Regions from separate parts of the Mus musculus genome. Here regions 2, 3, 4 and 5 are each linked to region 1. Evidence: chromatin contacts called from public Hi-C, HiChIP or PLAC-seq and capture Hi-C data. All regions are on one chromosome and are shown on one strand. The core of a region is the stretch at or near the end of the contact, and the rest is flanking DNA. Distances in the headings are between cores, read along the strand shown.

Region 1 (5,261 bases), core at 1,592-4,091:
ACAGTGTTAAGGCAATGCTCCTCAATGCATGTGAAGCCACCAACTAGGTGGCTTGTCAAGAGTATTCTGAAGGGAGTCTGAAGACCAGCTTTTATTGAATCCATTGATGCCTCTCACGTCCTCCTAGGCTAAGAATGCAGACTGCTTTTGGTGACTGGTAGAGGGCAATTAGGGCCCTGGCATGTCCCTTTTGATTCCCACTGTCGGAGAGACAAACAAGTCTCCTCTATTGCATGCTCCCCAGAGCACTATATCTCCACAGATTCAAATCTACCACCAAACATGGACAGAAACACTAAGTAAATACAAAGCTCTCCTCTATTTAAGTAAGCCACCTAAGGGTTTTTTGTCACAGTATTAAAAAGCCAGAGTCTCTCATCTGCCTTCCACAGGAAAAGCAAAGGGAAAGTGAAGAGCGTCAGCCAACAACCAAGAACCAAGAGCCCAGTCCACCATGCAGGAGTGTGACTTCCCTCCCTTTCCTTTTCCTTCAGGTAGCATGTAAGATATTCCATAATAAGTCATGGAGGAGTCTTGTCTCATTGAATAATAATATAACGACAGCTAGCAGGGCTGCTGTTTACCTTATTGATTAAGGAATACAATTAAGTGGGATTTAATTTAATGGCTCAATTTTACTTTATAACCTACTTTAAAATGTTTCAGTGCATTGCGAAACAAATGGAATTTTATAGATTCTGTACACAATGTGCCATGTAAGAAAACAGTAGAATCTCCAACCAACTAATTCTACAGTGGAAACATTCTTTTTTCAAATGACACTTTTTAGACTTATAAGCTGAGTTTTACTTACCATATATTTCAACCCATACTGTAAAGCCAGACGAATCCTTAATACTTTTAGTCACCAAAGAAACAAAGCCCTCTGCTTCCAACTCTCCAGCTGACACTCTCCAGGAGGACTCACAGTTTGTAGCTATCATTTAATGACTAAGTGCTCAGAAAACAGGTCACTGGACTTATCAGCAAATTCCTGCCAACAGGAACTGCTTGCAAAGCTGTTTTGGTGTTTTTAACCCTAAGTTTTAAAAAAAATGTACTAAGATTTGAAATGTTTTCTTCAACCTCCAACCTCTTACTTCTCTATATGGAACCTTGGTTGCATTTCTCCTCCAAAGAGAATCTAGACGTGTGTCTGGGGATTGCAATCTCCTCAAGAGTAAAATACAAGTAGGCATGGAAATTATAGTTCACACACAAATTCTATTTTGTAATAATTTTTCAGTGACTGTGACTGTAATCTTGATTGTACCTTTACTAGGATTGGGAATGTCCATGGAAATAAACCTTTGAGTATATTTCGGAGGATGTTTCTAGATGGGTGTAACTGAGGTAGGAAGCCCTTGGTAAGCTTAGGAGTCACTGTGTCTCCTGCTGGGGTTCTGGACCAAATAAAGATGAGAAAGTAAGCTGGGATACAGTATCCATGTCTTTCCCTTCCTGGCTGCTGATGTAGTATGGATGTCTGCTCCACACACATGTCACTATGACATCCCTATCATGATGATAGACTGTCCCTGAAAGTGTGAGCCAAAGTAGACCCTTTTTCACTTTCTTTAAGTTGCTTTTCTTGGCAACCTTGCTTTATTTCAGTAAGGAGAAAAAAAATTATACATTACATTGTTAGCTTTCAATACTCAAGATTAGAAAAAAAAAAACTAGTTGGCCAATAAACACCTTATCAACAACCTGTGACACTGACTACCTCACCCTATTGGAAATCAAGGACAGGTCTCAGTAACACACAGGCCAAGGACACTGAGAAATAGACTGGTAACAAGAAATGAGCTCAAAAGTAACAAAAAGGAGAACTAAAGCACAGCATTTTGATTTGAGTACAACACAAGGGTAGCTGAAGCCAAAGAAGGCCGGACTGAATGAATACTGGAACTTCTCAGGCCAAAGAGGACAAGGAGAACGGGGCAGAGCTATGGGGTTCTATGGAAATTTCAGAAAACATCAGTAAACACTAGTTAAATGGCCTAAGAGCAGCATTCCTGAATTCAGATAGACACTGAGTCGAACAGGTGAGTCCTCCTCTAATAAAATCGTGATGGCATTTTCTTTTTTCTTTTCTTTTTCTTTTTTTTTTTTTCAGATTTAAAAACCTTTCAGAGAGCATTAAGTATAGCAACTGAGGCCAACTGTGAATCTGCATTTCGGTCAGTTCCCCTGGTTACTGGGAAAATCTATCCGTGGTCAGCTAACTTGTCCATTTCAGAATTTTAAGGTTGGAGAGCAATTGAAGGATTATTATGAAAACTTTAAAAAAAGAAATCCGAATTTAAGGCAGTGAAATGTCTCCTGTTCTACATCAGTCTCCACCAAGTCAGAGAGAACTTGATGGTGGTAGACAGTTCCAGGACTGAGAAATCATTAACTTCCAGTTATAGGAGGAGAGAGCCAGTGCCCCCTGCAGGCGGCTTTCTATGCGACAGGTTTGGTGTGGGAAAGGCTTTAGGATTCAGGATACTTCTTCCCCTTAGCTTTGCTTTGGACATCTTTTGGTGCTTTGGGATATAGCACAGAAATCCTTGCCCTGGGGAATCAAACTTTTAGGAGGCAGTTCTACTGGGGAAATGCGCGCTTGGAGCTTGGGTCCCTCCCTAGGAGCCCCGGGGCAGTAGAGGGAGGGAGCTTGGTACCCGCAAGGCGGCGGCCTCCCGCTGGTGGCTCCAAGACCAGGTCCCGGCGACCCCGTGGCGGCCGAGACAGCAGCAACACAGTAGCAAGAGGTTCACCAACTGCGGCTTCATCCCGGTGCCCGAGGTCCACTGTGCCCGGCCCGCTTTCTCTTTCGGTTTCTTGGCTCCGCCCACTGCCTGTGTCCTGTGCACGCCCAGAAGCAGAAAGCTGCTGGGGTCCCAGCTGTTTTGTTTGTTTGGTGCTTCTTGGGATTATTATTGAGCTTTTGTGCTGTTATTGGGCATCTGGGATTTCCCTCTTACTTAATAAGAAAGAGAGCAAAACCTGACTTACACAACAGTATGAAGATACAAACTATTGTGTTTCCTGCTGTCTGAGATTCAGCCCTTCATTTTACTTCCTGCTGTTTAAATTGAATATGTGTTCACTGAGTGTGTGTAAATTGAACTCAGCAGGTTGTATGGGGACGTATAGTGTATGCGAATTTACACACTTCTCTCTATGGATGCGTATAAATACTTGACAAAATTGTTGCTGCACAGAACTGCACAATATCTTGTGGCCATTTCTCCACTTGTAGAAAGCTGCACCCGCTTCCGAAGTTTGTAATGAAATTTAGCTAAGTAATCCTAAACACTTCATTATATGCTGAGCACGTCCTGTGCTTTTCTTTGTTTCACTGTTAAGGTTGCTTTAATTTTTCTTATTATTTTATTATGTTGTTTTCTTCTTGCTTAGCTTACTTCATAATCCATCCACCTCACTTTCTATCCCCAGCTATAATTAACTGACGTAATTTTTAAAAATCTTGTTTCCTTTTACCATGGTGCCGGTATACAGAGTGTAAAAGGAAAAGGGGAACATGTTCAAACCAGTCAATATGTCTGCTCACTCACATCTCAGCTAAAGAGGTTTCCAGTACACTGCCTCAGAGCTCTCCTTTAAGGAGACTGAGTGATTTAAGATCTGAGACCAAATATCACAAATCGCTGGTTACCCTTGGGAGAAGACAGCCAGCTGCTTCTCAGAAGGGCCTATGTACACAAAATGCAAATTATTGTCTTAGAATGAGTCTTTACTCTGTGTTTCTTTTTTACCCCTTCTCTATTGTCCAAAAGCAGATCCTTTGTGGACAAACTGTAACCAGGTTCCCAGAAATCGGAATGTCCTGCATCTTTTGTTTCTTAGCTTCCAACCTGGCGTATATCTGAATAACCATAGTGTTTATTTTCTTGTTCCTTCACTCCCAGGCCTACCTACCCCGACTGCCCTACTTAAAACCCTAACCTTCTCCCCCTCTCCACCCTATTCTTCTAATACTGCCCCCATTGCCTCTGGTGTTCAGTCTGTAGCCTTTTGATCCATAGCACTTTTCTGTAATGCCAGCTTCGTGGGAGCGACAATTTCATTTCTTTAGTCTCTTATGCACCAACAACATATAGTGGGTATTCAATCAGTAAATGTTTGTTGATATAAACTTATTAAATTTAGTCCAAATAAACTTTCTTTTGATCACAGCAGTTATCCTGCATAAATGTTCTAACTCAAAGGATTGTCAAAAGACATAAATTATCATCAGAAAAATAACTTCAGTTTAGTAATAACAGGAGAGAATGCATAGAGATGAGTAGGCTACAACGAAGGGCCACTTGCAGAAGGATTGCTGAGATTAACATAAGCAGGAATCTGTGGGCTCCTTGCTATCTCAGTTATGCCTGCATTGCTAAACTTTCCAATAGGAACAGCATCTTATCACTGAGGGTCTAAAGGACCTCCCTGGTCTCTTCACACCAGGTCATATATTTTATCATCAGGTTTGCATCAGAGAACACAGTTACCCCCTGTACCTAATAAAAACTAAAGCTATAAATCAGATAGATGTTGGTTCTGCAGATGTAAGAGGGCAACGATATCTACAGTGAAGGCATCTGGAAACATTATTTAAAATAGATTATAATGGGTCCCGGAGAACCAGGTTCATGCATAGTGACAGTGATAAAGTGATTGATAGAAGTCACTATCACTGGAGGTAAAATTCATAATACTTCATGAGCAAAGAGGCCTCTATTTTCACTTTACACTGATGACTTCCGTGTATGTAACCGTGTCTGTAGCCCTAAGAAGGGAACATTCTACTCAGGCCATTGCTCACCCAACAGAGATAAACAGAGATGAAATGTGCAGAAAAGCAGACAGAATTTTCTCTGAGATGGATAACCTAGCCATATCAGCCAGCTTCCTATTACTAGAACAAAATAGCTGACACCACCAATATATAAAGAAAAACGACTTATTTAGGCTCTTGCTTATGAAGGTTTCAGTCTAAGAGCAGGCAGACTCGTTACATTCCTTTGGCAATTTGTCACAGATGAAAGAACAAGGCAGAAGTGGCAATGACAAAATTCATGAGCCTGAAGTCAGAGAGCCACTTCAAGGGTGTGGCCTAAAGAACTTTCACTGGGGTGTTCATTGTCTCTCAGTAGCACTGCCCAGAGACCAAGCATTTAACAAGGGGGCCCTCAGGGCAACTCTGCATCCAGACTACAGGATCAACTCTGGGTTCCCCTTGTTTAGAGGGATCTGAAAAGAGACAC
Region 2 (4,658 bases), core at 484-2,983, 820 kb after region 1:
ACCAAAGTTCGTTGAATGTTTACTGATTCAGCAACTTTGGGCAGTATTCTTTCAAATTCTGAGTTCTTAGAGCTCATTAAAATTCAGCCTTGGCATCCTTAGAAAAATATAAACACAAACTCTATGTAGAAGCAGCTGCAAATGCCTTGATTACAGATTGAGGGGATGCACACTAGCTCTCATATATTGATTTTGCATTTAAATCTATTTAGAGACCACAACAAACATCAGGCTCATATGTTTTATATTCTATAAGCTCTGCTGAATTCAGTTAATCTGGAACATTTGAAAAAAAAATCTGTTGATTTCTTATCATTGTTTCCTTTCTCTCATAAGAGAACTAGATTATAAAATCAAGTGTATACACAGTGTGCTGCAATACTTAGAGCTTGTTAAATCTTTGTTTCTGTGGTGGCAAAATATGGAGCCAAATGAATAGAAATTTTAGTGCCCAGTGTCTGTTATTGACAGAAAAAAAATGTCACTCATTTGACAGACAAGTATGGCAGATGACTTTGTTCTGTTCCCACAGTTAAGTAAGTTAAATCATGCTTATCACAAATCAATTCAACACTGACCATTCTTTTAATATATGACAGAAAAATCCACTGATATAAGCTAGAGTCAAGAAGAGCTCTTTGTAGGAGTCCCTAGGAGCAAAGAAGACTCTTCCAGACCAAACTTCAAGCACAAGCATGGCGGTTTACCAACCTCAGGCCTAAATTCTCTGAAGCAATAATTCAAGTGAAAGTGATTGCACATGCCTTGTGCAAAAAATTATTACTGTGCTACGGAAAAGTATTCTAAACCAACTAATGGATTCAGCCAAAACAGAACCATACTTTATGGAAGAAAGGTAGAAGCCTAAGGTAGGAAGGCAATTCCGTTGAAAAAACTATAATCTAGGTTTGTCCATCATAATTATACTAGTATAATTATACTTCCATGATTATACTAGTACTGTTGCTTCAGGTGTTCCATATTAGATGCCACAATAGTCACATTCACTCTGCAATGTCATACTTCCCAGTGAAAGTTCTAATGTAGAAAATGTAGAATCTGGGATAGAAATCACATTCTTTATGTGTGTATGCATACATTCATGCACCCACAATACATAGACAACTACAAAGAAAGATATACTTTGGTATTTTCATCTGGTCTTTTCTACTTTAATCGTATCCAATGAAGTACTGCCATACATGGCTATATGGGTTCTAAAATAAATGGTTGATGTCACATCAAATACAAATCCTAACAGTCAATTTCAAATGTCTACCATACGATTAGTAAATTTCTATTATTTCATACTCCTTATAATTTAGGTCTTTAGATGTCCATTTTTCAACATCTTACACTTTAAAAATATCTATTCCAGAAATTCTTTTTAGGTATCTAGGAACACTAAAATTGCTCTTTTTGTCAGTGTTAGGTATTGAATCCAGGTCCTTCAAATTCACGTGAAGAAGGCAGTCTAGAACCCAATTACTCTGCAGACATCTAGGATAATATGCATCTTAAAGCTTAATTCACAGTTATTTATTGATAGTTATCACTAATAGGATTGTTAAAGTTTTGTATCGAAAAGCTGAAATGTAAAGAGGTTTGAGGAACAGAGAGAAAAGTTTGTGTGAAAATGAAATTAAAACTTATTTGTGGTTAAGAAAGGAGGAAGATGGCCTGGGGAGATGTCTTGGTACGTAAAGCACTTGCGATATCAGTATGAGAAGCTGAGATCAGATAGACAGAACACAAGCAATGCAGGCAAAGGATCAGGCCAGTTAGTTTGATGTATAAAGCTATACAGAGGCAAAAAAAAATCTGTCTCAAACAAGGTGTGAGGCAAGACCCAATATATAAAACTGTCTCCTTCACCTCCACACATGTCCCATGGTACCCATGTGCCTTTGTACAAGCATGCATATGCTGTACTGTAGTGGTTTGAATGAGATGCCCCCCTATATATAGAGTTGTCATCTCAATACTTGGTCTCCAACTGGTGGTACTATTGTGAGAGGTTTAGAAGATGTGGCCTTTTTGGAGTAAATATGTCCATGGAGGAAGACTTTTGAAAGTTTAAAGCCTGAGGGACACCCTCAGTGAGCTTCCTCTGCTTCCTCTGCTAGGTAACTGGCCTTAATGATGTAAATTGTTGGCTACTCCTCCAGCCACTGCATTTATTCTACCACCATGGACTTTTAGATAGATGTTTAGTCCTTTGTAACTATAAGCCCAAATAAATGCTTTCTTCTGTAAATTGTCTTGGCCATGGTGTTTTATCATAGCAACAGGAAAGTAGCAAAAAGAGCTTTAGAAAACTTTTTAAATTAATGTTTCAGGGACAATTTTGTTACCAATTCTGCTCTCTATACTGTCTTAGCCAAATCTCAATATTTATCATATCTTCAAAGGACCATGCCTTCTGTGAAATGCTAAATACCACCCTAGGTTCAGTGGTGGATCACAATTAAAGAGTAACATACAATGATGACAAATACAGTTCTCTTGGTGACCCTTAAGTAGTATATGCCCTGAGTCCTGTCATGCGATTCAAACCTGGCCAATAACAGGGAAGTTACTTTACAAATAGGTGTTTGTAGGAGAGCATGATTTTTTTCCTGTCTGTACAAAGCTGTGTGGGGTGCTGATGCTGGGACAAGCCTGGAACTTAAAGTTAGAAAAAGGGAAAAGGTTCATGAGACTAGTGGTGTCGTGCCTGATTCCTCCTATTAACCCTTTAACTATCCTAATCCTAGACTAAGTATTACAATTAAGCCTGATTTGGGATCTTTTTTCCGTAGCTAGAATCAGTATAAGTTAGGGTTCTGTGTTAAGGTTTCTGTAGATACCTACAGAACAAAAAAAATGTACACTAAGACAAAGCCATATGACTTGCTGATGTATTCACACATTTGATCACACATTAAATGAGATGGATAAAGATGATTGGGCACACCAACAAGCATCATCACCTACTATGAGGTGTGAAATGCTGCTGTAGATTTATAGATTATTGACATTATTTATACCAGTCTTTCATATAGAAACCCACTAATACATTAGAAATGAGATTTCCTCTCATCCTGATTATTTACAAATGATGTTTGGAACACCGATCTGGCATGTCCCTCTGCCATTCCCCATCCTCAGCAATACTTATGGTTCAAATATTAATAGTCCTGTAGCTCGCCTGAAGTTTGGTTTTCACTATTTTTCACTAATAAGTAAATTGGTAAAATCAAAGATCATTAACATTTTTTGAAAAAACAAGCCACCATCAATTAAGAAAAACCAACTGTCCATGCCAGTATCAAGAAAAACAATACTAAACAAATGTGAGTTTGAAAGTCAATAAAAAAAATAGAAAATTGTTTTTTTCCTATACTTTGAAATGGTTCAAAGTAAAAAATAATCTTATTTGTATACCACTCACTTTCAGAACACATGCCCTTGATAAATATCAAAAGAATGCTCAAAAATTAAAAAGCTATAGGCATAATTTCACAGTTTTCATGTAAGTTGTGACAGAGTTCCTGTGGCCCCCAGGGGTCTATAAAGCAGACTTTGCTTGTTGCTAGTGATTAAGTAATAAGACTTCAACTCTGCTCTATTGCTCAAACTGGATATTCTTGTCTTCCTTTTGTATTTATCTGAATGATCACATGAATCTTGCTAAAGAATAATGTGTAGACCAAGAAAATTTAATATCTCAAAGCATAAGCTTTATCTTGTTATAATCAATTACCACTGCACAGGTACTACTATGTAGCTGCACTCTGTAAACATATTTATCACATCTAAGCATTTGTAGTTTGATTTAGCTTCATGGCGCCCTTAAGGAAATGGAAATCAGATCTTTGTGTAATTGGGTTTAGGCCAACCAGGAAGTTCCTCATGTTAGGCACGTTCTTCACTCCTAGGCTGCACCTCAGTCTCCTGCTGTGTGTTTCCTTCTGTGCATCATCCACATGTCTTTATGTAGAATTCTCTCACTTTAAAAATCGCCTACCTTTATTTTTATTAATTTCTATTCCTGTTAAGTTTTTCTCTGTATTCCTATATATAGAATTTTTAGTTTTCTGTATTAGTATTTTAATTCACATTTTCACTTGTTTATTCTCATACTCTGGGATATGTACACATATCATTTTATATTTTTTATTGCTCATTATTTTAATTCTTTACCAATTATTATATGAGCCTCTGTTGGGTGGATATGGTAAGCATGTCAAGTACCATAAAAGAAAACATGCAACTTTCACATAATTAGAGAAGTCATTGCTTAGCCAAGACCTGCATGCTGAGAGAATAAAAAACAAACAAAAAATTGAAAACACATTTGAAAGTTTATTTCGAATCTGCCCTGTGCTAAGTGGTCTAAGTATGAGCTTTATCTCATGTTCTTGATTCCTCTTTGAGCTCCCATCAGAACTGTGAAAGAACAAACATTTTATGTGTCTCTTACAAGTGATAAAGGATTCAGAAAAGGATTCTGACTCCATCCTGGAACCTCTCATCTTTCACTCAAAGCTAGTATCCTTAGGAATCTAATTTTCATGTCCAGACAGAGGCGCTGCTTCCCCTTAGCCTGGATTTCTTAACCCTGTCCATTGTTACCTTTCTCTCATGTTTTTATGTAACCGGCTACCCACTGTGAC
Region 3 (4,545 bases), core at 919-3,418, 690 kb after region 1:
TGAAATCACTGTGTTTTCAATTAATCACTGTGTTTTCAATTAACGCATAAGCACACCAGCAATATAGGTGTCTGCTGTTCTCAGTAAGTCCATGACTAGCATGAGAGTGGAGAGCATCCTCGTAGGCGCTGTGAACAAGCTCTTTTCAGAGCCTCTTTCAGTATTCCATGTTTTGTGTGTATTCACTGCACAAAGCACACCAGTATTGCATGCTCTGAAGGTTGGTCCACCCCATTGCCATTTTCTTCATAACAATCATTCAGTCTAAATACAGTTAAGATTTTAAATTAGACTCAAATTTTTCTTGGGCTATAATTTTCATGGTGTAAATTCCACTACCATGTCTGATTTCAAGCCACCAAGTCACCTGACACCAGTGTGAACAAACAGGGAAGTGGTGTACTCTTATATGTAGAGGACAGTAGCTGGGCACATCATGGTAATGAGGTAAATTGTTTAGGAATGATGAAGATTGAATCTGTTCTGGTCTCTGTTTTTGATAATGTGTTTAATTCTATTTATGCTATTTGACAGTTTTCAATGACGCCATTAATGATAATCTTGTAAAATTCCTGAAAACCTACCATGAGATTCTCAAAACCTGCATTGAGCCAACTACAACACAATACTGGATGTTCAGCATACATGGTTTCTCCATGCCTGAATCTTTAATTGACAGCCGAAGAAGACAAGCATCAAAGCTCATTAATCTTGTAAGCATTGTGGGACTACTTGGCCTTTCTCATGCCAGGAATTCTTACTGGCAGAGTTCATGGGTCATCTCCTGAGCAAGTTGTCCCACATTTCTAACTAGGGGAGTGGCTTCCCAAGAACATGCTTTTCCTATATCATCTCTGACCTGAATGTTGTTAAAGTCGGTCATACTACTGACCTCTGTAGTTGAATTAGGGAAAAGCTGAAAGAAGTTGAGGAGGATGGTGACCCTGTAGGAGGACAAGGAGTCTCAATTAATCTGGACCCCCAAGACCTCTCGAACACTGGACCACCAAACAGGCAACATACACCAGCTAATATGAGGCCCCCAACACACATACAGTAGAGGACTGTTGGGATCAGTCAGAGAAGATGAATCTAACCCTCAAGAGACTGGAGGCCCCAGAGAATTTAAAGGTCAGGTGTGATGGGGTTGGGAGGTGGGGACACCCACATGGAGACAGGGAGCAGGGAGGAGGTATGGAATGTGGTACAGTCGGTGGGTGTACGGGGGAAATAAATAAACAAAGTAAGCAAGAGCCCGAAGTCCTGGGGCAGTCAGACAGCAAGCACTGTTTGAGGGATTTATTTGAATCCCATTTCAGGGTGTTTGTTTCCACGCTTTTCTAAGTAGAGAAGTGAATTTCACAAAGGGCTTATAACGGGGACATTGGTAGTTCATCAGCATACATGTGAAATGAGTTCTCTCATAGAATTACATGGACTAGCTAAATACTTTCTACCCTTGGCTCTCTGGGGATGTAAATACTCCAGAGTACAGGTATGACTCTTTAATTCTCTGGTTTGATGGACTTTTGGGGGGGGGGTGTCCAATGCAACTCTTGATGGAAAAGAAAACTAAAACTGGTATATTCTGCATTTGTCTGGAATGAATTTTTCTTTCAAAGTGATAATGGAGATTGAACCTAGGGTGTTGGCTTTATATCCTCTTTGTGGATGCTTATTAATGAATGTGTATTTAAAGTGTAGGTCCGGGACAGAATCTGATCTACAGCCCTCTGAAATTGGAGCGGAACATCTGGCTTCTACCGTTTCAAAGTTACCTCTGGCTACTGCTGTCGACAGAAAACACAGAAACAGGCCAATCAACTCTTCAAATTTTAACTGGCAAGACAGAAGTCTAGTTTCATAACAAAGAAATTAATTGAAAAAGAGCACGGAGGGTAGTTAATAACAAACAGGTGGTTTGATGCAAGGGAGGTAGTGGAGTCTCTGGGTACCAGGGAAAGTGGATAATGAAAAGCAGGGAGTGGCAGGGGTTCCCTTCTGGACTGCTAAGACCCAGATTGTAAACCAGCTAATTCAGTTTTTCAACTTGTAAAAACATTCACTCACTCTTCTTTCTTCTTGCGGTGTCTCTAAGGGAGTTAGTTCCTCCTAAGACTCTGGTGACTGAATGGCTGCCAGCTTGCTTTGTTTTCCTAGACCATTTGAGGATCCCGGTTGTCTATCACAGTATGTCCCTGGCATAGCTCAGCCATCACCTATTCAGGCAGCTGCTTCTTCGTCTGCTTCATTGACTTTTTCAGTGGTCAGAGACCAAATGCTCCTTCAATCTGAAACCGGGTATGTCTGAAGGGACTCCTTTGTCCAACCCAGTATGCACCAAGCTTAAATAAACAATATTTCCTTCTGCATGGCATCAAAAGGCAGGTGACCGCAGGGTGGTGTTAACCTTTCATCCTTCATTCAGATTTTTTTTTAAATGGGAAAATTGACTCCTGAATGAATGAGAGTTCCTTTCTGTGACCTCGGTGGAGGAGGAATGTGAGCAGATTGTGGCTCAGTTTGAACATTAACGAGTTTAGACTTGATCCTGTGTGGTTGTAGCAAGATCTCGAGGGAGAGCTAGGAGCAGACTCACACTTCAGACACTCCCAGCCCTGGGATAAGTGTCTGGAAGAAGTGAAAACTGAGGCCCAGGCAAGGGTTCTTCCAAAAGTGGTAGGAGACTAAACTTCCAGTACAAAAAAATCAAATGCATGAGATTCATTTTCCAGTTGCTGCCCTGGGCTCTGGAACTTACTGAAGTAGAACAAACAGAAGTCTGGGGCTAGTGAGGCCAGGGACAGAGAAATGAGCTGGCTTCTTTTGTGCTAAGAAAGTACTACAAATGACCCTTGTATATGGAGAAATGGCCCTTGGTGTTCTAGTTAAGAAGAGAGGAGCTGAATTGAGGCATAAGTTGAGTTTCCTTTTATGAAAACAGACATGCCATATTTAGTTCAGAATAAAGTATTCTTATCTTAGGAATACCCCAGAAAGCCAGCCAGCCAGCCAATCTTCAATGTTTGGAAATGAAAGGTTTCAACAAATGTAGAGGAGTGTGCCCCAGGAGTAATGAAATGTCAGTCTGACCTTACCATCATTATTTACATTACTAAAATATTTAGAATAAATATGTTTTTTGTTTTGTTTTGTTTTGTTTTGTTTTGTTTTTTTGGTACCCAAGTAAAGCTCTAGTGTCAGAACTTGGACCAGAACAAGCCAGCAGGATCAGCACTTTAATTGTCCTTGGTGGAAATTGAATCCTTCTCTTCCTTTTAACCACACATAGGGGAAAAAATGTAAAGTGCTTAGATTTTATTGAAGACATTTCATAACCTGCTTCCTGTCTAGGGCTCTGATTTCACCCCTCCCCCTGAAATTAACTGAATATTAATCATATCTTTAAAAAAAATTTTATTACATATTTTCCTCAATTACATTTCCAATGCTATCCCAAAAGTCCCCCACATCCTTCCCCCCACTCCCCTACCCACCCATTCCCATTTTTTGGCCCTGGCATTCCCCTGTACTGGGGCATATAAAGTTTGGCTGTCCAATTGGCCTCTCTTTCCAGTGATGGCCGACTAGGCCATCTTTTGATACATATGCAGCTAGAGACACGAGCTCCGGGATACTGGTTAGTTCATAATGTTGCACCTACAAAGTTGCAGATCTCTTTAGCTCCTTGGATACTTTCTCTAGCTCCTCCATTGGGGGCCGTGTGATCCATCCAATAGTTGACTGTGAGCATCCACTTCTGTGTTTGCTAGGCCCCGGCCTAGTCTCACAAGGGACAGCTATATCACGGTCCTTGCAACAAACGCTTGCTAGTGTATGCAATGGTGTCATCGTTAGGGACACAGTGAAACTAACAGAAGTTATTAATCATATCATATCTGCTCAAAATGAAGCTGCCGTATATTCGGTATAGGTTTCTGCTTCTTTAGTGGTTTTTCTTAGCCTGAGAAGCATACTGAAAGAGAAGGAATTTGAATGGAATAGAAGAAGACCCATCGTGCAATCTCACCAGCAATGGAGGAGTATTCCTCTTTCCCCACATCCTTTCCAACATGTGTTGTCACCTGAGGTTTTGATCTTAGCTATTCTGATTGGTGTAAGGTGGAATCTCAGGGTCATTTTAATTTCCATTTTTCTCTGATCACTAAGGACTCTGAGCATTTCTTTAGGTGTTTCTCAGCCATTCGAGATTTCTTCAGTTGTGAATTCTGTTTAGTTCTAGTGCCCATTTTCTTTTATTGGGTTGTTTGGTTTTTTGGTGATTAACTTCTTCAGTGCTTTATATATTTGGGATATTAGCCCTCAATCAGATGAGGGGTTAGTGAAGATTTTTTATCCAATTAGTAGGTTGCAAATTTGTCCTTGGCCTTACTAGGAGGCCTGCAATTTGATAACCCCTTTGGCTTACACAATTCCTTATTTTATCAAAATATGAAATAAAATACCATCTCAAAGACTTGTGGTAAAGCTTTTGCTCATAATACTTTCCTTAAATGTGGGGTGTGGAGGATATTTGGACTCAGT
Region 4 (5,321 bases), core at 1,258-3,757, 940 kb before region 1:
TCCCAGGTGGCAGTGCAAAGCTGTGGTTGGAGGTGAGTCTAGCTAAAGGAAGTCTAGCTGGAGGCATGACTCTGAACAGCATATTGGGTCCAAGGCCCTTTCCTCTGTCCATCACAGTGAGAAGTCTTTGCAACATGTTCCTGATAGTAACTAGTAACTAGTATAAACCGGAGAAGTCTGGCTTCATCAGAACTCCCTCCAATTTGTACTGATGTTTACTGAGGCTCTGGCAATGGGTTGGATTCCTTGTCATTGATCTACATACAAAGATCTTGATTTCTGTTTTGCTGACATAAAAGCAAGGTTCTCGATCCTAGGGCAATACAGACAGGACATAAAGATACCCCATTTCTGTCACCAGAAAAGTCATTGCTGAAGCACCTACCTTCCCTTAGAGTCCTCTTGATAATGGCTCCTGGTTCAGTGATGGGGCATTCATGGCATTTAGACATTCTGTTGTAGAAAGTCTCACACCACCAAGAGAGAGAGAGTGGGCCAGTGTGCTGGAATTGTAACTGTAACGCCATCGTAAAAACAAAACAAAACACACACTTCTGAGAGGGTATCCGCTTGACTAAAGAGTAACCACAGCAAAGCAGGGCTGTTTCCTGTGCTACTATCCTGTTCTATGCTACGGCTAAGACTTCTAGAAACACACAGGCAGTCGCCACGTTTTTCGATCTTTGCCATGAAGACCAGAGACGGATGGAGGAATCTCTAGCGACACACTGACCTTTGGGTAGAAAATTCACCTTTATTTCTATCAGGCCTAAACTGGAAAGAAAACGTTTTATAAGGACTTTCCATTACTTTTTTTTTTTAACCTTTGGAAGTTTGTATATTATAGGACATTTATGAACCTAACCTCTAAATAATCCCGAAGCTTATATTTCATAAGGGGAAAATAGACGTATATACATCCAAGCTACTCTAACCAATTATTTTATACATCCTTTCCATTTTAAAGAATATTTATTAATTTTAAACTATGTAAAGGTGTGTTTGTGTGTGTGTGTGTGTGCGTGTGGGTATGTGCCCACAGAAGCCAGAGGTGGTCTATCTCCTAGAGGCAGAGTTACAGACAGTTAAAACCATTGGGATTGAATGTGGCTCCTCTGGAAGAACAGCCAGGGTTGGTTCTTAAATGCTGAACCTTTTCTCCTGGTCCCTTCCACTGTTTAACCATTTCTTTCCATTCCCACAGACAGCATAATTTCCCTTTGAGCTGCTGATAGATTTTCTCCTGTTTTCGCCATCAGCAAAGGCTTATCCCAATTCTGGCTTCTTTTCAGACAAAAGAACACCTGCATTTCACATCTTTCTTCATTTGGGTCATCTTTCCCCATAAAGCATCTAAAAATTTCTATTTTGCAGTCTATTCTTAAAGAATTCTCGTAGCATAAAGGTTTCAGATGCCCTCTTCTTGGAAACTTAAGAAATAAAGGCTATTCCTTTATGTTTTGGTTGCAGAAGGCATAAATCTTTTATAGCAGTCAATGAAAAATACATCTGCTAATAAAATTTGCTCAGTTTCTTTAAGACTTTGAGGGAGAGGATGTACCCTGTAACTTGAGTCTTTAACATTGTCTTTCTAAAGCAAGTTTCTAAGGCCTCACTCTAATGACCTTTATGAAACTCTTGTTCACTTGGTTTCCTTTATACTGGGGATGGGGTGTGAAAAGAGAACACACTGGAAATGTTAAGTAGTCCTCCAGGCTACCTCCAAGACCTCATTCACACCTCACAATAAAATATCGCCACCTACTGGCTTCTACAGGCTCCTACAACGACGCTTAAAATCAGCTAGTCTGTAAAATCAAGTCTGTAAAATTCAGACATGAAAATGAATGTGAAGAACCTTTCTTTCCTGGACAAAACAAAACAAACGAACAATGTTTAACAAACCTTCCTCTTGTAGTTTTTGAGGTTAAAAAAATCTTTAAAAACAAAGCCAAACTAGTGTATTAGATGTGGCTCAGGCTTTCAACTTGTTTGGAAAATACTGTGCAGAGCAGAGTTTAGGAATAACTGCTTTCCGAGTTACCAACGCCTCCCAGGTATTGTGCATAGCGTTCTCCTTGGGGGGCACCTTTTGGGATAGTAACATATCACAAGCCGCTTGATGCACACGTTGTGTAAACGCCCACAGCTCTCTTGAGTCGGTTTCCCTGTCTGTAAAACATGCTATAACTTAGTTTTAAAAACCCTGTGAGAACGGACGAAGATGCCCTGGAACTGCTTTTGGCACGTAGAAACATAAAAGGGCTAAAACTCTGTTAACGTTATTTACGATCCCAGTCTCATCATATCTGTTTTAAGGGGAATCAGAAATTAAGGGGCCACCCCTCCCATCCTCATTTACAAAAGTCCCCATGACTGTTTTGCACCCAACAAGGCGTTCAATCAAGATTTGCAAACTTCATCCAGCCAGACAAAGAACTTTCTCAACCTACCTACATCTCCCTTAAGGGAAGCACTGCAAGTTCACTTTGTAACTTTTGTTTAGTAACGCCTTCAAGTCTTCCACGCGCCAAACTTCACTCGCCCAGACTGGCTTTTCTCCTCCTGATTGGCCAGCGAGCGTGCCACTCCAAGTCCCTTTCGCCTGTCGCAAGTGCCTCCTCCGGCCTCAAGCCTCAGTCCCGCCTCCTCGCCCCCACCGGCGGCCGCTGATTGGTCGAGGTGGGGCCACTCCACGTGAGGCACGCTAGGCTGAGGCGAAGAGCCCGTGGCCCCGAGGCGCGAGGACAGCACGAGCGCCACTGGCCACGCCCTGCCCCGTCCGGCCCCGCGGCGACTCCTCTGACCACCGCTTCCGCCCGCAGCGCCGATCCGAAGCTCTGGCGGCGGTTTGTGCTCGTTGGTCCAGGGATTTTTAGGTCTGGCCTCTGAAGACCCGACGGGGTGAGGCGGGAATGGGAGCTGCGGGGGTGACCGGCAAACCGCTGCCAACGGCCGCAGTCGGGGGTGCCCTCGTGCGGGGTCCGGGGCGCCACCGTCGGGCGGTGTCCGCGGGCTGGCCTGCGCGGCCGCCCCGTCGACAGCGGCTCCGGGGTCTCGGGCTCCCTGCGCGGCCGCCCCGTCGACAGCGGCTCTCGGGTCTCGGGCTCCCTGCGCGGCTGCCCAGTCGGCAGAAGCTCCGGGACCTCGGGGTCCTGGCCGCTGCTTCCCGACCTCGCTGGCCTCCCGTCGCCGTTGTGTCCGCTCGCCGCGCCGCCCAGAGTTCCTAGCGGGGGCCGGGCCTCGAACTTTCCGCCGCCCCGACTGGGAAGCGGCCGGGCTGCCTAGGGGATCTGCGTGAGTGGTTGTCGGGAGCCAACTGCCCGACGGGCCGGATAACACTCTTAGTGCAGCCTGGGGTGAGGGAGGACCACGGAGCCGGTCCAGGGGCCCGGTGGATGCTGGTGGACTGGCTTCCTGGTGAATTTATGAGAAGGGGACCCCAGGGGACTCAGAAAAAGCACCTCATTTAGCCTTCTAGAATTAGGTTAAAACCAGGAAGCACTATAGGTAGCATCAAGGTGGTAACAGCCCATCATTTATGAATATGCATGTGGAAATAGGCTAATTTAAATAACTAGCAGTTTTCATTTCAAGGGATTAGGGCAATGAGATGCTTCAGAAACTTCCTTTGTAGTCATAAGAATCAACCTTAGCGCTGTGATAGGTAGATTTGTTTTTAAGTATACCTGTTTAAAATATTGTCTCAATCACTAACTGTGCCACTGAGGACATTCGGATCTTGTTAGCACTGTATTTGCCAAATAACCAACTAATGCCTTATTTCCTGCGTGTGGCCATGTTTTAAGTGCTAATTTTCATATAAGAGTCTTGGACTTTAAAATATTAATGCCAAAATTATAAAACAGCTCATGTAAGGTGCAAACATCCTTATAAAGTAAGAAATATTAAAACCAAGAATATATATTCAACTGTGTATGGGTGAAGTTACGCTTTAAGCGTTCAGTGGTATTGTTTTCATTGGTGGAAAACTTAAGAGGTACCAGAAGTTAAGAAAGGATTGCAAATAAGTAATTTGTGTAAATTAAAAATTTTTAATGCTGTTAACTTTAATATCTGTTGGTTGGTAAGGTAAAAAGATAAGGGGAAATGTGATTTCTGTGTTCAAATTAATAAGACTTCAAATGACACTACAGATGACAGTGTCTTTAGTCAGGAAAGCATTTATAGGTATCTCTCATAAACTGAAAGAGCACATCGCTTTTGGGTTTAGTATTTAACATTTGTTTGCAGTGATTTGAAACAATTTTCCCTGTGTGAGTGCAGCGGCTTGCGTGAGAGTTGGAGCAACTTTCAGGAGTTGCCTCTCTCCCTGGTGGGGTTCAGAGGTGTAACAAGTTCTCAGGCGCAGTAACCCACTGCGCATTGTGACCACAAATGATTTTTCTAAATAGTTGGTTTCTTTTTATCATCCTAAATTTAAGTCAGTTCTTCGTTCGCGAAATACCTAGTACTAAAAGTTTTAAACACTTCACCTTTGCAGTCAAACACACTCATTATTTATAATAGAAATAGTTTAAAATGAAATTGAACTGACTCGTCTCTAAACTTGTATTTATAAAATATTTTAGATGCCTAGGACCACATTTTTAAAAAGTTTTCAACACGTTTTCTAAAGTACCCTATCTCACTGAAATAAATATTGCTCAGAATTGGCACTAGGCAGCTCAGTAACACCTGAAGCAACAAACGTGGAATTTACTGTTCACAAGATACAAATCAGGAAAATATAATATGCTTTGTATAAAGGGGTTTTGTGTCTTAAATTATTAAACTACACATAATTTAAAGACATAAACTTTATATAATGCCCACATTTATAGTGTGAGAAATTTTTGTGATAATGCAGATGACATTTTAGTTTGAGTTAGAATACAAATAGAAGAAAGCCCTTTAGATAAGTAATTTTTCCTATATATTTTGAAAAAAATAGTTACTTGTCTGTTTTTTTACTGCATTCTTTTTGAAAGACAATACAAAAGTGAAGATACATAGTCCCATATATAGTGTGTGATGTTTGTGTATGTGTGTGCACAGGAGTACTGTTGCCTTAGGAGGTCAGAGGCATCAGGTACACTGGAGCTGGAGGTATAGGCCATAGACAGTCTATCCCTGGGTTATAGGGAAGGGCACACAGTTAGTGCGGACACAAGGTCAAGATCTTTTCTACTTCTGTTTAAGTTAGATGAACCTAAAATTAGTAAAGGAGAGATGAGATGGTGTCTCCTAGTCAAAGGAGGACAGTGAGAGCTGTTAGTGATGCCTTTAAAATGTAGCATTATTGTGTGAATAATCCCAGC
Region 5 (4,934 bases), core at 2,192-4,691, 770 kb after region 1:
ATTTAGCAGGGACTAGATATATCTTAGCAACTAAAGTTTAGGACAGGTGGGAGGTGAAGAAATAAAAATATTATTAAGGATGATATTTCTAGGCAGCAGAAAATAGGGCCCAACAATTGTGTTGAAGGCAAGTTGAAAAGGAACATCTGTGGTTGTGTCTTTTATCCGTGGATTCAAGGAAGCTGGTGGGAGCTGGTAGCAGGGCCCATTCCCAGAGCTTAGGCTGGGTAGCATAAAGCTGCACACAGCAAATGGAGGTAACTGTTATACATCATTTATGTTGAGGTAGATCTAACAAGAACTGGTGTGGGATAAGGTAGACAGGAATCAAAATTTATTTGAAACATTGGGCTTCCAAAAGGGATTGGGACCTACAAAGATAATTCAGTAAAATGTCTGGATACAGGATTAATAGACAAACAGCAATATTCTATGCTTATGACTGAAGACTCAGAAACTCATAGGGGAAAAAGTAGGTCACTGCAGATGTCCTAATACAAAAAAAAAAATACACTTAGCCAATATGAGTAAACACTTACTGTCTGAAAAATATATAACCCAATGACAAGAAGTCCTGGACTTATTTATATTTTTTTCAAAATCTAGATAAGTTTTCTAGAATTTTGTGTAAAATAGTAAATTACCTTAACAGAGCAAAGATGATGAGGCACATACAAGGAACCGGTGCTCCTTAAGTATCAGCTCCATCACCAGACAAAACTCAACTGGTACTCTGACTCTGCCCATGGCCAGGATATAATAGATTACTCATCAGGGTGCTGCACAGTTAGTGTAAGCCATAGCCCTAAATGGCAACAGAGGGGGAGCCGGACTCCTCTAGTTTCCTCTGTGGAAGCAGTTGTCTTGAATTTAGTGACTCTAGAACAAGATTAGCATGTAGATATTTTCTTTTAACAGTTGCTTCTCTTTTAATAAGAGACAGATAGACAGATTTATTGATCACTTTAAAAAAACCTCTGAGTACTTTCTCTTGTTTCCTGGATTATCAATGTTATGCTTAGTGTGGGGCTGTAGAAGAATGTGTAAAAAGCATTCCTTCAAAGGCTGAAAATCTTGTATCTAAGGTTGAACTGATCCTGAAATTCACAATTACCTTTTGCTTCTACTTTCAGTGGAAGTTCACTTTGTATCTCTGTGTTGTTAATGACAAGAAACAAAGGTTTGGACAGTAGTTATAAGTATCAATTCAAAATGGGTCCCAAGAAAGAGAACAGACCATGTTACTAATAAGATGAGGTGCAGCCAACTCAGAGTCCTCGCCTCTGAAGAGCATATCCTTAGACTGTGGCACAGTCTAACTGGTGATGAGTTTTGCAGAAGCATCTCATTAACACAGATTCTGTGAGGCACGGATATATCAACCACAAATACCAGTTTATATATGATACTTTTGCACATGTGGTAACAACTCTATTGGGCATTAATAACCTCAATTTGAGATGCTACGTTTAATGATATTATCATTACTATATACTATAAATGAAACTATCACTCTGCAGGTAAGAGCATTTGCTGCTTTTGAGAGGACCTAGATTCCCAGCATACACATCACAAGGTTCACAGGGCAGCCTGTGACTCTAATTCCAGGGGTTAACAATCTCTTCTGACCTCTGTGGGCAACAGCAGATGTGTGTTTCACATTCATACATATAGGCACTCATGTATGCACAAAACAATCTAAAAGTAATAAAATTGACTTCTCTGTCATAGCCCATCTTCACTGGATGAAGGGAACCCAAGGAGACTGAAATCAACAAAAGAGAATTGATGTGCACACAATTGTCACACTGTCTGGGAGCACAAGTCTTGACATAGGACAATAATATTGATCCTTTTCAGTAAAGGAATTGGATCTCAGAAGGCAGATAAACAAAAATCCTTAATTCTACTCACAAGAAAAGCAAAGTAATAGTTTTTATTTTATTTTGCTTTCCTTTTGGTGTATTTTCTGGGTTTACTACATGGTTTTGTTTACTGGGAAAGGGACTAAGTCGATATGTGGTATTCTGTTCTTGAACCCAATGATTGAATAAGGAGGGGTTAGTCTTTTAATGTTTTCATTTCCAAAGAAAGGAAACAAAACAGACAGCTTTATCTCAAAGGAGCTGGTCTGGTCATCAGGTGACGTGATCAGGGCTGTAAGTCCAGCTAAGGAGATTACTTCATATTTGATGGTGTGAAAAGAGAAATGAGAAACACCAGGCTCAGTGCCCACTTGGATAATTCACCCCCTAGGCAAGATCCCGAGGCAGGGATTATCTGCAATACTTTTATTTTATTTTCTTCTTGGACAATTTGAAATATGCTTTCCTTTTGGCTATTTCTTCTCTGTGTTACCCTTTCAAGGTGCTTTTATAGCAGACTCCACCACAGCCTTTTACAGGTCCACACACTGCAAGGAACCCTAGCAGGTTTAACAGTTTCCCATACATTGCTGCATTCCCCTTTTTTGCTCCAGCTGATTTCTCTCAGAATCCCCCCCCCCCAGAGAAGAGACAAGGTAGTTTTAAAATAAATTTGTGATTATCTTATAACTTCTATTCATATATTTAAAAATTTTTTATCTCCCCACTTTTTCTATGGCCCTAAATTTCCCTTTGGAAATATCCAGAACTAATGATATATTTTACTTCTGAATATATCTTCCTTTCTCTTTCCCTATCTTTCCCCCATCTCTCTCTCTCTCTCTCTCTCTCTCTCTCTCTCTCTCTCTGTGTGTGTGTGTGTGTGTGTGTGTGTGTGTGTGTGTCTGTCTCTCTCTCCAATTTTATCTATCTATCTATCTATCTATCTATCTATCTATCTATCTAATCATTAGTTAGTTAATATGTTAGTTATAAGTATGAATTCCAAAGCCCTTTGCTGTGGGATAGCCTTCCAATCAGTAACACTTCACTGATTTTTATAGAAGCAAATAGAAACTGAACTCTGATGTTTCAGATATGTATCTGAAAAAGCTGTGCTAATTATCATATGCTCAGTTAAAGCTAAGGGACAATAAATGGCTATTTTTAACAACTTATGTACTGTAATTTCAATTGTTAAACTGTTTATATTTTCATTTAACCTAGAGCTTACAATACAGAAGTTGAAACTGAAGTCTTAACGAGATAATATATACTTTGGGGACAATATCTTCATGACTCCTGTTTGATTGGCTGTTTATCATCACGGTGTGAGCATTGAAAGGCTCCACAGGGATAGTCAGAGAACAGAAGGTCTTCATGTTACCCAGAAGTAAGACCTATACAACAGCTCCCTCTTATCCTTCAGACTTCAGTCAGAGAAACTATGAAATTTTGCAGACAGCTTTCCTTCTACTTCAGGGATTTTGGGCAACTGAGTCATTGTGGGCTACTTAAGCCTTTAGTCACTAGGAACCTCAACCTGGGCGAGACAGCACATTTCGCCAGATGGTAAATATGACCACATCTTTTGGTACAGTAATTCCAGCAATGATGGCCCTGTCATAGGTCAAGCACTTTAAGTCACCGGATTTATTACTCAGGGTTTCCAAGCCGCACAACAGTACATTTCACTGGATATACGTAGAAAAATACCCAGTAGTAGCTTTCAAGGATTACACACCAATATTTGAAAGCTATATATGAAGTCCCCTAATGTAGGATTACCTTTCCACTTCAGTTGACACACTTCCACTTCTTCAGACTTTAGCTGAATAGAAGCTCCTGGGGCAAGCACCATCTGGGAGCCCAGAGGCAGAGGCAGTGACGTCTTTGCAGCATGGTCTATGCCACACCCATCACAATTTTGAATTTTATTTTTTCATGAACATTCCTTTGCTATTCAATGGTTTCTGGAGGTCAAAGAAGCTCTGAATAATCTTTGGATCCCTGATACATAGCATGATATTTGGTTGATGCATAGCAGGGTACTTGACTGCTAGCTAAATAAGAGAATGGGTGAGTGTATGTAAAGATAAGGAAACAGAATCATAAACAAATATCAGGAGATGTAGTTGGCAAAAAACACAAATTTACATACTCTCTTCAAATAGAAATAGCTCATATTTTTCTCTTAAATATTTTATTATTTTATTCACTCCAATTCACATTAAATACAAGCTAACAGATTTTTTTTTCATTTGTAACTCCACGTGGCTTTTAAAATGAGGGTACTAGACTTTGTTTGGAGAAATGAATTGGATGCAATATTCTGGAATTAATTTTCATCCTAGTAGCCTTCCATTTCTCATTCACTTACAATCACCATGGTGACCACTGAGCTTTGTGTACATGTCTCCCACTCTGACTTAACACTAGATGTGAAACTTGGTATACTTGAATCTTAGGATCTAGCTTTCTCTATCTTTATGTGTCTCCAAGACAGTACATTATCAAACTGTACTGGACAGACAACTAATTGAGACCATACTTATGCTTACACATCCTACCTAGGTAGTCTTTACTGGACACAGAACTGAGAAGGAAGTGTTAATGACATATTCACAAGTGTCTGAAATCTTGTATTAGTGGCTAATCATTTTCTCGGACTAAGTAATTTGCTTTTGGGGAAGCAACTACAGAGACTGAAGTTAAATGTTTGATATACCTTGACGAATATTAAAATAAGAGATGAAGGACTTATGAAGTATGTGACTAATCTCTAACCTTCTTCATACAGATGCTAGAAAGTGTTACTTCAAATGTTTTTTTATTTAAAATATTTTGTCTATGTCCCCGCCATACATAAGAATCTCACAATCTGAAGTCCTTATCAGCTTACTACAGATGACATCAGTAGACCTTTATATGACCTCTAAAACCAACTTCTCTTGCACACCCCCTGTGCTGGTTTGAAGAGGTGAGGTCTTCATAGACTCATGTGTTTGGATGCTTAGCCCAGAGGGAATGGTACTATTAGGAGGTGTGGCCTTGTTTGAGGAACTTTAT

The links. A called contact is a pair of places that touch in the nucleus more often than the background predicts. HiChIP or PLAC-seq counts read pairs in DNA pulled down with a chosen protein or histone mark. Capture Hi-C pulls out chosen DNA fragments and counts their contacts.
Region 2: an H3K4me3 HiChIP or PLAC-seq map of bone marrow-derived macrophages shows a contact between it and region 1, with 11 times the contacts expected there. The contact joins the enhancer-like site here to the promoter of Ctso in region 1. A contact is called at or near these places in 12 of 39 promoter capture datasets (3T3-L1-derived adipocytes, the C10 cell line, HPC-7-derived erythroid cells and 8 more), 2 of 484 Hi-C or Micro-C datasets (B cells and CD4 T cells), 7 of 115 datasets of contacts at active chromatin or transcription factors (astrocytes, bone marrow-derived macrophages, embryonic stem cells and 2 more) and 2 of 9 other capture datasets (liver and macrophages).
Region 3: a contact with region 1 is called in a FOXA1 HiChIP or PLAC-seq map of pancreatic cancer cells. The contact joins the enhancer-like site here to the promoter of Ctso in region 1. A contact is called at or near these places in 8 of 39 promoter capture datasets (the 3T3-L1 cell line, cranial neural crest, embryonic stem cells and 4 more) and 1 of 115 datasets of contacts at active chromatin or transcription factors (pancreatic cancer cells).
Region 4: a contact with region 1 is called in a capture Hi-C map of macrophages, with 4 times the contacts expected there. The contact joins the promoter of Rbm46os here to the promoter of Ctso in region 1. A contact is called at or near these places in 12 of 39 promoter capture datasets (the HPC-7 cell line, HPC-7-derived erythroid cells, cranial neural crest and 7 more), 3 of 484 Hi-C or Micro-C datasets (the N1E-115 cell line, embryonic stem cells and liver), 1 of 115 datasets of contacts at active chromatin or transcription factors (astrocytes) and 1 of 9 other capture datasets (macrophages).
Region 5: a contact with region 1 is called in a Hi-C map of embryonic fibroblasts, with 8 times the contacts expected there. The contact joins the enhancer-like site here to the promoter of Ctso in region 1. A contact is called at or near these places in 10 of 39 promoter capture datasets (the 3T3-L1 cell line, cranial neural crest, embryonic stem cells and 5 more), 4 of 484 Hi-C or Micro-C datasets (LSK cells, cortical neurons, embryonic fibroblasts and 1 more), 3 of 115 datasets of contacts at active chromatin or transcription factors (astrocytes, embryonic fibroblasts and pancreatic cancer cells) and 1 of 9 other capture datasets (macrophages).

The regions. Positions count from the first base shown.
Region 1 is chr3:81,930,181-81,935,441 of GRCm38.p6, reverse strand. Ctso (cathepsin O) reads right to left here and starts at 2,841. Exons shown (of 8, transcript NM_177662.3): 1 at 2,667-2,841. The coding sequence starts at 2,777.
Region 2 is chr3:81,110,141-81,114,798 of GRCm38.p6, reverse strand. The region is part of intron 1 of Pdgfc (platelet-derived growth factor, C polypeptide); the gene reads right to left. Among named protein-coding and RNA genes, the nearest start is that of Pdgfc, 76 kb to the right of the region's middle. Within about 2 kb of position 1,733, at least 17 of the 459 cell types and tissues checked have an H3K27ac peak or open chromatin away from gene starts, as enhancers often do. A contact at or near this core is called in B cells and bone marrow-derived macrophages, where this site is marked.
Region 3 is chr3:81,241,139-81,245,683 of GRCm38.p6, reverse strand. No RefSeq gene overlaps it. Among named protein-coding and RNA genes, the nearest start is that of Pdgfc, 210 kb to the right of the region's middle. Within about 2 kb of position 2,168, at least 20 of the 459 cell types and tissues checked have an H3K27ac peak or open chromatin away from gene starts, as enhancers often do. A contact at or near this core is called in pancreatic cancer cells, where this site is marked.
Region 4 is chr3:82,873,891-82,879,211 of GRCm38.p6, reverse strand. Rbm46os (RNA binding motif protein 46, opposite strand) reads right to left here and starts at 2,507. Exons shown (of 4, transcript NR_040382.1): 1 at 2,454-2,507; 2 at 386-515. It overlaps Rbm46 (RNA binding motif protein 46), which reads left to right and starts at 2,729. Exons shown (of 6, transcript NM_001277170.1): 1 at 2,729-2,904.
Region 5 is chr3:81,162,813-81,167,746 of GRCm38.p6, reverse strand. The region is part of intron 2 of Pdgfc (platelet-derived growth factor, C polypeptide); the gene reads right to left. Among named protein-coding and RNA genes, the nearest start is that of Pdgfc, 130 kb to the right of the region's middle. Within about 2 kb of position 3,441, at least 25 of the 459 cell types and tissues checked have an H3K27ac peak or open chromatin away from gene starts, as enhancers often do. A contact at or near this core is called in embryonic fibroblasts, pancreatic cancer cells and tail fibroblasts, where this site is marked.